Regions from separate parts of the Callithrix jacchus genome. Here region 1 is linked to region 2. The links are chromatin contacts, called in public Hi-C maps. All regions are on one chromosome and are shown on one strand. Each heading gives the region's core, a stretch centred on a gene start, on an enhancer-like site or on the middle of the called end of the contact. The rest is flanking DNA. Distances are from core to core; before and after follow the strand shown. Region 1 holds the start of GHR (growth hormone receptor). Region 2 overlaps GHR (growth hormone receptor).

Evidence for each region. Hi-C and Micro-C count contacts between places; a contact is called where the count stands out from the background.
Region 1: a Hi-C map of skeletal muscle shows a contact between it and region 2, with 2.9 times the contacts expected there. The contact joins the promoter of GHR here to the enhancer-like site in region 2. A contact is called at or near these places in 2 of 3 Hi-C or Micro-C datasets (both in skeletal muscle).

What each region holds. Positions count from the first base shown.
Region 1 is chr2:163,169,339-163,174,266 of calJac240_pri, forward strand. It overlaps GHR (growth hormone receptor), which reads right to left and starts at 3,564. Exons shown (of 11, transcript XM_035291616.3): 1 at 3,335-3,564.
Region 2 is chr2:163,093,531-163,099,028 of calJac240_pri, forward strand. All of the region lies in intron 1 of GHR (growth hormone receptor), which reads right to left. Among named protein-coding and RNA genes, the nearest start is that of GHR, 77 kb to the right of the region's middle. Within about 2 kb of position 2,166, at least 3 of the 16 cell types and tissues checked have an H3K27ac peak or open chromatin away from gene starts, as enhancers often do. A contact at or near this core is called in skeletal muscle, where this site is marked.

The DNA.
Region 1 (4,928 bases), core at 2,314-4,813, 77 kb after region 2:
GGAACTGTGAGTCCATTAAACCTCTTTTTCTTTATAAATGACACAGTCTCGCGTATGTCTTTATTAGCAGCATGAGACCAGACTAATACAATGAGAATGTAGAATCAAGGGCATATGATTCAAGGCAGAGGAGGGTTTAACCCTACAGTGGGTGAGAAATCACTGGAAGAGTATGCAAAAGAGGATTCAGCAAGGAGCATAATGTTTGTTTTCAAGTATGGTAAACAAAGGGAAGAGAGATTAGATTAATTGTGGTCAGCTCCTGAAGGATAGGCAAGAGGATGGAAGAAAATGTTGATCCAGTATAAGGCAGAACTTTCTACAAATGAATCTCTCCTAGAATGGACTGGCTGATGAAAAAGGGAGATTTCCAGTTGACTATTTCCAAGAAGAGATAGACTGGCCCATTTTCACAGATGGAGGTTCATGTGCCAGATAATTACCTCTAAAGAGATTATCATCCTAAGTAATTATTTTATGGGACATATTATTTACATTATTTGTTCCAGGTTGAAAAAAATAACTTGCCAGAAAGACATTCTGTACCGTCTTGTTTACATGATTGGCTGAGGGATGACTCCAGTCTTACCAAACTTCGATTCGTATCAACTGAAGATTGAAAAGGTGATTAGGTGATTTGAATGCTCATAATATTTAAATCATTACTACAGAAATTATAGGGTTTTTGTTTTAAAGAAGAAAAAGTATTGGCTTGTATGGACATATGTAAACACATTAAGAAATGTAAGTTATTTTTATTAGTGATATGTTTTTAAAAAATTGTTCTTTAAAAGCAAACCAAGTTCCCATAGTTGTACAATTTACCAGTGGTATGACCTGAGAAGTATAATCTTCAGGTTAGCAGATTTAAAAAGCATAACCCATGCTTTTTTTACTAAGCTAAACAATTTACTGTCCCACTTTCTCACTGCATCATTCACGTTTATCTTTACATTAACAATGCTTACTAGTAGTCAAAAAAGGCTAGCCAAGTTGGACCAACAGTAAGACTGGTTTCCATGCTGAAAGATTTGCTTCATGCACTTGGAAGAAGCAGGCTGCAACGGTGGTTCCATTTATTATATTATGCTATAAACATTATGTCCTGAGCTAACAAGATACTCAACATGACAATACCATAGGTTACCAAGCACTGTAAACATCTGTTTAAGCAGGCGCCAGAGATAGCATAGAGGAGGCTTGTAGTATCCATTTTAAGTGGTTTATGATGTGGAGTCTGTTTTTTAAAAACTAATAATAAAAAACATGGGCCCAAACCCTGGCTAGAACAAATATTTGTGAGCACAGTTATACTCAGTTTGAAAAAAGAATGCACTTGTGTCATCACTTTGTCATTGCATTTATAGACTTTCATTTTACACCTTTGCCCATTAAGTAAGTGCTGGCATTCCATGGCCTTCAGGAGACCACAACTATAATTTCACTGTGATATATTTACTCCAATAAAAATAAAGCTAAATGTTGACTCACCAACTTTCCTTAAATTAATGCAAAATAAAGTTTATAAGGGTGGAAGAAGATGACGAGCGATGGGACAACCCTTTAAGCTACACATAATATTTTTCAAAGGTCTCTAAGCCAAAATACATCCTTCCAGCCCCATCCAAAGGCCCTCTGAAGGGAAACTGTAAATAACTGGAGACCCTTTGAAATTTAATCTGGGAACAATGAGCTTTGCTTTTCTCAAAAGAAGAGTTCCGAATCACTGAATAAATGGAACCAACAATACTGTCTGCTGCAGCAGTTTTGTTTCTATCCAGCATTTTAATTTCTGGAATTGTTTCAACATTTATCACCAGAAAAAAGGACTTCCAGGGTGATGCAGGTGGAACCTAGCCTGGAACACCAGTTGCTCAGGAAACAGAGCCTGGGCTGCCACAATATTCCATGTCTGCAAGAAAAACCGAGTGTCTTCTTAGGTACACACACCAGGGAGCCTGAACACCTCTGAAACCAGCCAGTCCCTGGAATGTGGACAGCAGCACCCTGAAAAATCTCAAACTCACGGATCCAACCTGTCTCTGTCTCCGAAGTTCTGTACTCATACATATTACACATCTCTTAGACACCCTCCCTCCCCCCCTCGTCCCCTCCCCCTCCCCGCAAACTCTCCCAGGCAGTTCTCCTGAGAACTATCCAAACCCTCACTTCCAGCCGTCGGCCCAATGCATTTAGTTATTTTAAAGCACTTAGTACTTAATCCTATGCAGAAACTACTAGGACTTCCCAATCCTTTGGCCTCCCGTTACCTTTCTCTGTCCCTTCCAAGGTCTCCTGGCGGCACAAACAGGCAGGCGGCACCTCTGTGGCCTCTTCCACCCTGCACACCCTACTGGCTCAGGCGCCAACACGCCTCCCCGGACGCACACTCGCGCGCGCACACACAGCGAACACGTACACTCATTCAGGACACACAGTCCACACCAGACCGCGAACCCACGCAGCTTGATCCCAGCAGATATTTCCCCGAGCTATATATAAAGCACTCACCCCAAATAGACTTCCTCACGCACTCGCAAGTGGGTGACGCTGCCCTGCACCCTCTGCGCCGCCAGCACCCTCTCCCTAGACACGCGGCCACCCCACTGACCCGCAGCCTCTGGCAGTTCTGTCAAAACTTTGAACTTGGTTGATTTTACAACCGCGAGTGTGTCAGAGGCTGGAGGAGGTCGGCTCGCCACAATTTCCACTTACCTCAGTTCATGCGGACTGGTGGCCGTGACTCTACTGACCCCAGCTCCAACCGTGCCAATGCGCGGCTGCAGCCCGCATAAACGCGCAAAAGGCTGCGCGCTCTGAGCGCTGTGTCCACACGCGCAACCAGACCTCCCGAGTCTCTCCAGTCGCGCTGCCCGGGATCCTTCCCCGCGCAGCAGCAGCAGCCTCGGCAGTTTCTGCCTCAGCCAGGCTGATGATGGCAAACAGAAACACTCTCGCAAAACTTCTATGACTTTAACAAAACTGTCTCCGGAGGAAACCCCTCTACGCACCCTACTCACGGGCCGAAGCAGGCGCCAGAGTGGGATGGTTGGTCTGTCGCCCGCAACTCCCTGCCGCCCCCACCAACTTCCAGACACACACACACACACAAGATTGGGTTACCACAACCCACCAGCAGAAAACAGCTTTTTCGCAAGGAGGAGGCGAGCACAGTCAACCCCCAAGTCATCCGGAATTAAAAATTATCCGTGTAAATATATCAGACAGAGTCTCCCATTTTCATAAACAGCTAGAGTCTCAGGGTTCACTCTCAGGCCCCCTGACACAACAGGAGGAAAATAAAAGCCCGACTCCCGCAGCCACACTCCAGTACCTCCGAGCTTTGCCTCTGGAGAGAGAGCGCGGGTTCGCGTCTGCGATGGGGCCGCTGGGGCCGATGGTGCCGGGGCCTCCAGCCCGCGTGGCCCCTGCCCGGGGTCCCCGCCGCCGCCCGGGCTCAGCAGCAGCCGCCGCCGCCACCGCCACCGTAGCAGCCGCCGCTGCCGCTGCCGCCGCCGCCGCCGCCGCTCCCTAGACCTCCTCCTCTTCCCATGGCTGCGCCCTGCTTGGCAGCTCGCGGGCTGTCAGGCTTGGGGAGGAGAGAGGGGGCGGGGTGAAACGGGAAGGGAGGATGGGAGTGCAGGGGTGGAAAAAGGCGGCTACCGTTCACCAGGGGTCACGCCGGGCCTGGCCTGCCTTCCCCCAGATCCAGGCTGCAGAAGCGAGGGGACGCGGACGTTCAGGGAGGCCAGTTCGAGAACCACTGCGGAAAGGGCGAGTGCTGCCGGGGCCAAGCATTCCAGGGAGCTGGGATGAAGTCTTCCCCGAGAGGAGCTGGAGTTGGTGCGTGTCACTCTCATCTGGGCTGCGCGGCTCCTCCTAGAGGAAAATATTGGTAGTTGCAATACACTTCCTTCCTCTCTGCCTGCCCGGATTCCCAAATGAAGGCAGGACCTACAGGAGCGTTAAGTACAGTCCATAGACTCAAAGAAACGCTTAGATACTAACACTTAAAAAGGTTAGTATCTCCAGGAATGGGAGGAAGATCAGCCTGGTAGCTTGGAAACCGTGTTTAGCCATCCAAATATTGCCTCTCCATCGGCAATCAAGTTCCAAGCTTCCGCTCACTGGGGCACAGTGAAAAGATAGTTAAAACTACGAAGGGCTTTATTGTCGAGGTTAGAAGACAGATTAAGTAATTTACCAAGACACGCAACAAGTTAGCAGAGAGGTATCTGCCAGAGGACAGGGATGAAGGAAGAGCAGACACAGGCCGCAACCTGAAGTTCCTGAGGGAACTTCCAGGGAAAGTATTTTAACTCTGCCGCAGCCCAGACATAGTGCATCTGTCAAATGCAAGCCCTGCCTACTTCATCCCACTCTTAGGAAAATAAAGCAAGACAAGAAGTTGTAAAAGTGCGGCAGAAAGTTAAAGTTGTGCATAAGTATGTCATTTTTGTACAGCATCAAACCCCGAGTCACTACATGCTTTTCTGAGCAGAGTACAGAAGTCCAGCTCCGGATTGTCTCAGATCTGAAAGCATAGCTAGTCAAGCGATCTTTGCACAATTTACTGTCAATTGTAATGTCACTTACCTATATGCTTCTAACAGCTTTGGTTTACTAAAGCTTTTCTTTTTTCTTTTTTTTTTAACAGAGCTTCCAGACACAAAGCCAAGTTTATACCCAGAGAGAAATGTTTAAACAACAACTTAAAGTAACCAAGTTTCTTATCTTTAGACTAACATATCTATAGGGCACTGAAGTAGTACCTGGGGGCCAAGACTTAAGAAGGAACAGAGAACCAAAGACTCTGGGATAGCAGATATCACATAAGACAACCCTGTTTTCAAAGAAATCAAATAAGTGAAAAACTTTCCTTAGAATGCTTTCAGAAGCTCAGCTGTGGCTCAAATACCCCAGCTGTT
Region 2 (5,498 bases), core at 916-3,415:
AATACATTCTGATTTCAGAAATATTAAACTGTATAAAATATGGCCTAGGATCTAGAACACAAGACAAGGTTATCTGTCTCACTGAGTATGCAGCACGGAGTAAATAACATAATGTCAAGAACCCAGCATGGCTCGTGGTTCCAGAGCAAGTCCTAAATAACTACCGATTTTTCATTGTTATTGTTAATATTACTAATAAGAAGGGGAAGCATGCATTGAAGCCTTATTCAATATATTTTGGTTCCAAATATCATGGAATTTTGGAGACAGATTGTAGAAAATCTGTTCCCTTCACTTTACAGGTAATATACATGAATGGTGTGATAAAGTTAAGTGACTTATTGAAGCTAAATAATTGTAGAATCAAGATTATAACCCACACCTTCTAATTATTTGTCCAATAAATAATAATATGATCAGTGCTTACTATAAGCATGCATTATACTGGTTGCTTTGCATATAAATATTATCAAGTCATCACAGCAATTCAATATGACAGTGTAATAGGTACTATTAACCCATTTTACAGAAGAGGAAGCTGAGGCCCACAGCTAAGCAAAATCTCACAAAAGCACACTCTTGGTTAGAGTCTGAGCTCTGACTTAAACCCAGGTCCAGCTAATTCCAAAGCCTGGCCTCTTTTCACTGAGCTAATGTCTCCTACCTGACTTTGTACTTGCTCCTTCTGGATTGCATTACTGATTGAAGTCTTATCTTTTTTAACAAATGTATTAATTCCACACGCACAGATATAGTGTTACCTATTTTTTTTAACATGCATGACACAGGGCTGGGCATTGTGTACATGCTCAAAAATGTTTGCTGAGTGTATGATAGCATTTAAAAAAATATTACTTGTAAAAGCAAAAAAAAAAAAAAAAAACATAAACACTTAGGCAAGGAAAATGTGCACCAAATTGCTCAAGTAATGCCTTGTAACTAGATGCCATCCGTTTTTAAGAAGCACTTTCTTGCTTCTTGATACAGCAGTTCAAGGACTGGGCTTGAACAGAAATTCTCCTCAGTTTAAGAAATCGAATTTAAGCATATTCTCTGCTGATCCTAAGCCAGTCCTGCTTTCTCTAACAGTCAACAGCTCCCAACATACATGTTTAACAACTTTGAAAGCAGGGCAAGCCTAAGAGGTGCATAGTTAAAACCTAACTGTCCTTGAAAACATGGGAACCACTTTCCACTGGTACATGTGACTGTGTTTAAGGTTAAGCATTTGAAAATCTGGAGCAATTCCTAGACCTGGGCTAATAGGGCTAGCAGACACCTTTCTTGCTTTCACATTTAAAGAGAAAGAAACCCTCTTGAGATAAAGAAGAGATCCAGAATATAAGGTAAGTCTCTTTTGGAAAGATGCTATGATTGAGGTCTTCAGCATTCTTAGAATTTCCTTAGCTTGGAAAAGACTTAATCTCCTTAGGACAACATACTGCTTATACTGAAGACTGGGGTAGAAGATCACATGAGGGATGTGGAAGCAACATAGAGCCAGGAAAGATGGGATTTACGTACACTCAACTCTTCTGCATTTCCTTTTTGACACTGTCCCCACTTCTTCCTGTCTGGCCTAGCAAGCTCCCTTCTTACTAAAACTTGGGCATAAAATTTGATGATCTGGACTAGGGCCTATAGTAGTCAAAATGTGGTCATATCACTTTCCAACCCAAATTAATAACATTCATCCTGGGCAAAGCATGTGAACTATTGCTTCCTGAGTTGGATATGCTTTGCAGGATAACTCCAAAAGAATACCATGTTCATTACAACTACGCTAAAACAAAAGATCATGTTGCTTATTACTAGGGCTATGGGTCTGATACTTAAAAAAAGTAAGAAATTTTCAGACACATACTCCAATATTATGGTTTATCAAATCAGTGCTGTGGCCACAGTTTAATGCTTTCCCAAAGCTCCCCTCTTTTCTTTTATCCCAATCCCTTTCATTCTAAGCATATATAAGCCTGCTAAGAGTCCTAATCAGTTTCCTATTGTAACTTGTAAAACAGCCTCTGACATCTTCCCACAAATATCCATAAGCCTCACTCTTTTATTTTCTTCAGTTCTATTTTTTTTAAAAGTCACCTAATTAGAGAGGCATTCCCTGACAGTCTTACGTAAAATACAAACTTCTTGGTCTGATCCTGCTCCACCTAGCCCCCTTACCCTATTTTGTTTTTCCCCATGGCACTTATCTCTACATGACATAACATATATTTGTTTAGACGCAGTATCCTTTCACAAAATGTAAGAAAGGACTCTGTTTTGTTCATTGTGGAATCTCTACCACCTATAATGGTGATACTCATAGGAGGCTCTTGATAAATATTTGTTAAATGCACCGACAGTCTTTAGCCCCATTCTTTATTCACATAATTGCCAAAAAGTGACAGTATAGTCAACCATGTTTTAGGAAAAATATCACATTTCTTTCAACCACTTCTCACTTTAAAATCTAGGATGAACTGCAGTGCCATGCTTCTCGTCCATCCCAAACACGTTTTGTTTTGTCTTGTTTTTGTTTTCTTTAAATGAATTGTGCTTATTTTACTAGCACCTTCCGTATTTTGACACTCTACCCATTTCTGAATGAGATCATCCTCAAAGCCCAAAACAAGGTCAAAGGCATTTCCCGAAGTATTTCAAAAACCTTCATACCATGCCACAGTAGGAAGCTGTTCTTGTACTGCTCAGAAGGTTGAACATAGGAAGAGATCTGGAACATGCCAAGAGCAAAATGAGCTCTATAACTGACCCTGGAGAGTTGTCTCAGAGACTCTGGTAATCACAAACTAAAGTTAGCTGAGGCACCCTACCAGGCAGCAAGAGTACACCTTGTAATCACAACATATCCATACAAGTAGAACATGCCGTACCTTTCTTTCGGTGATGTCCTCATCTCCCAGTTAAACACTGTCTGAACCTGATAATTTTCCAACCTTGCTCTTTCTCCTTTAGATCAACAACTAACCACATGGAAAAAACATAAATTTTATACATGCATATATAAATTAATAAAATAATTATTTTAAGAAATATAATTATAATTTTAATTAAATAATTTAGAAATATAATCATAATCTCACGATTATAATCCAATAAAATAATTATAATTAAATTAACAAAAACAATAATAAAATATATTTTAAATATATATATTTAAAGATATTTTGAGTTTATGTACTACATTACACTTGTGGCATTTCATTTTAAAATCTTCTCTCTCCCATTCTCAAAAAAAGGTTTAGTCATGGTGCCTCAGCTAAGCACCATATCTGAACTAAGTTTCAGCCTCTGTTTCAGAGCAACAGAAAACATGTCCAGGCTTCCCGAGCTTGATTCCCTAAGTGACCAAGCAAGGTGGATTCAGTTTTCTTTTGCAGGCTGGAATTCTTGGTTTTTAGGACAGACACACTGTTCTGTTGCAACTCTATGCCTGGAGAAAAAATAAAAAACAAAATCAATAGCTTTGCCATGGGTAGCCAGGTATGGACAAAGACAGAGGCATCTGATAGCTGTTCCCCTTCTAGCATTTCCTTATCAACATGAAAACTATACACATGAGTGTTTACGTTTTGGAGACATCACTGTTCTCCTTTCCTTATAGCACAACAGGGACCACCCAGGCCTGGAGCTTGTGGACAATCAACGAAGAGCCACAGGGAATGGTGACTGGAAGATAAAAGGTAATGCTGACTGAACGGTAGTCAACTTGCGGTTCCACTTGTGGGTAGCAGTCGATTACCTACCCAGCTAAAGCTCCAGTATATGCAACATGTTTCTCTGCCAAGCTGATGCAATCCAATAGTCCTGAGTGCCTGCTTCATGCCCTTACCAAAGGGACTGCTGCCTTGATCTACAGAGACACCTGCTGCCAAGACATAGCTGGGAGACTTAGAGCATCAACACTCTTCCCACGTTTTGCTAAGTATTTGTGCCAGTTGCCACTCTTCACTGGCACATGTTTTGGTTTGCTATGGAAGCCAGAAGGAAATCATTCCATCTGTTACCTCTCTGTCTCATACCAGGAGATTAGAGAAGAACAATAATCTTTATTCTATCAAGTTCATCTTCAATGAAGGCAAGAGAGACCTGTAAGAGTTTAGACCAGAAATTGTCAATCTTCCCAGGTACCAGAATGACCTCTTGAAACAGAGACTTTAAGTTGCCTATTAATAATGATTTTCTCCAGCTTCTGTACCTATAGAGCACATTTTTATGGCGGTGGAAAGGTGCCCAGCTTAACACAAACACATTTCTACATTTTCCAGGTTCCCTTGCAAAAAGAGATGATCCTAAGATGCAGACTAATGAGATATAAGCTGAAGTTACCATGTAAAACATCTTGCAAAGAGAACAAACTTGGCTGGCTTGTCCATTTACCTTTTGCCTTTTACTCTGTACCTTCTTCTTATCTAGAAACATGATGCTTGGATCTCCTCTAACCATTTTGTGAGCATTGAGGAAAAAGCTAGAAGAAGCTTATGACATTTGCTATGAGACTATAATGCTTATAGCATGGGGACTTTGCAATTTACTTAATGTCTCTGAGTCTCAGTTTTCCTAAGTATATTACCACCCTTGTAGGGTTTTCATGGGAATTTAGATGAGATAATATGGGTAGAATTGCCTCATAATTACTAATATAAAGTAGTCAATCCAGTCAACAAATAAATCATCCCTTTCTCTCTTTTATCCTTCCAATTAGATCTCCAGACTCAAGGGGAAATTAAGCCAGACTTACTTGCTACTAGGTAGCACTTTCATAGCAGGCTTCTGTCTAAAGTGCTTTTTGACTTGGTGTCAACTGGCACAGACCTGAACTGTATAAACAAGGCTCTAGGCATATGAAAGAGATTCCTTTAAGCTGAGCAGCAGGAACCCAAGGTAAGTAGCCAGGCTAAGACACAGAGAAGGTGTGACCTTCACTACAGAGAACCTAAGAACATCTGAGATAAAGTAACTATCAAGAAGTATTCATATGCTCTTCTAGCTCAAAATATTTACCCACTTCCAATGTCTGTCCCCTTGGCAAAATTATGGCAAAATGGAAAAGTGAAGAGGAAAAGCAATCCACTGATTGTATGACTTCAGGGCCTGAAGATACTGAGACAGAGAGAAGGTCTACCGTTCCTTCCTCAGCCTACAAACACATACATTAACTTGATACATACAGAAATGTAAATCACCTATAAACAGGTGACTCTTTTCCAATGTTTTCCACTCTTTAAGAAAATTGTAGAATTCTACAATATGTCTTTTGTAGCCAGCAGTTCTTTGGCACTGTATGAATCTGATGACTTCCTCTTCTTCAAAGCAGAAATCAGCAAATACTTTTTCTGTAAAGAGTCAGATAGTAAATATTCTAGGTTATGAGGTGAAGGTACATAAAGTCTATGTTTTAACTACTAAATTCTGCCCTTGTAGTGAGAAAGGAGCCATAGATGATATATAAATGAATGGGTATGGCAGTGGTCCAATTAAATGGC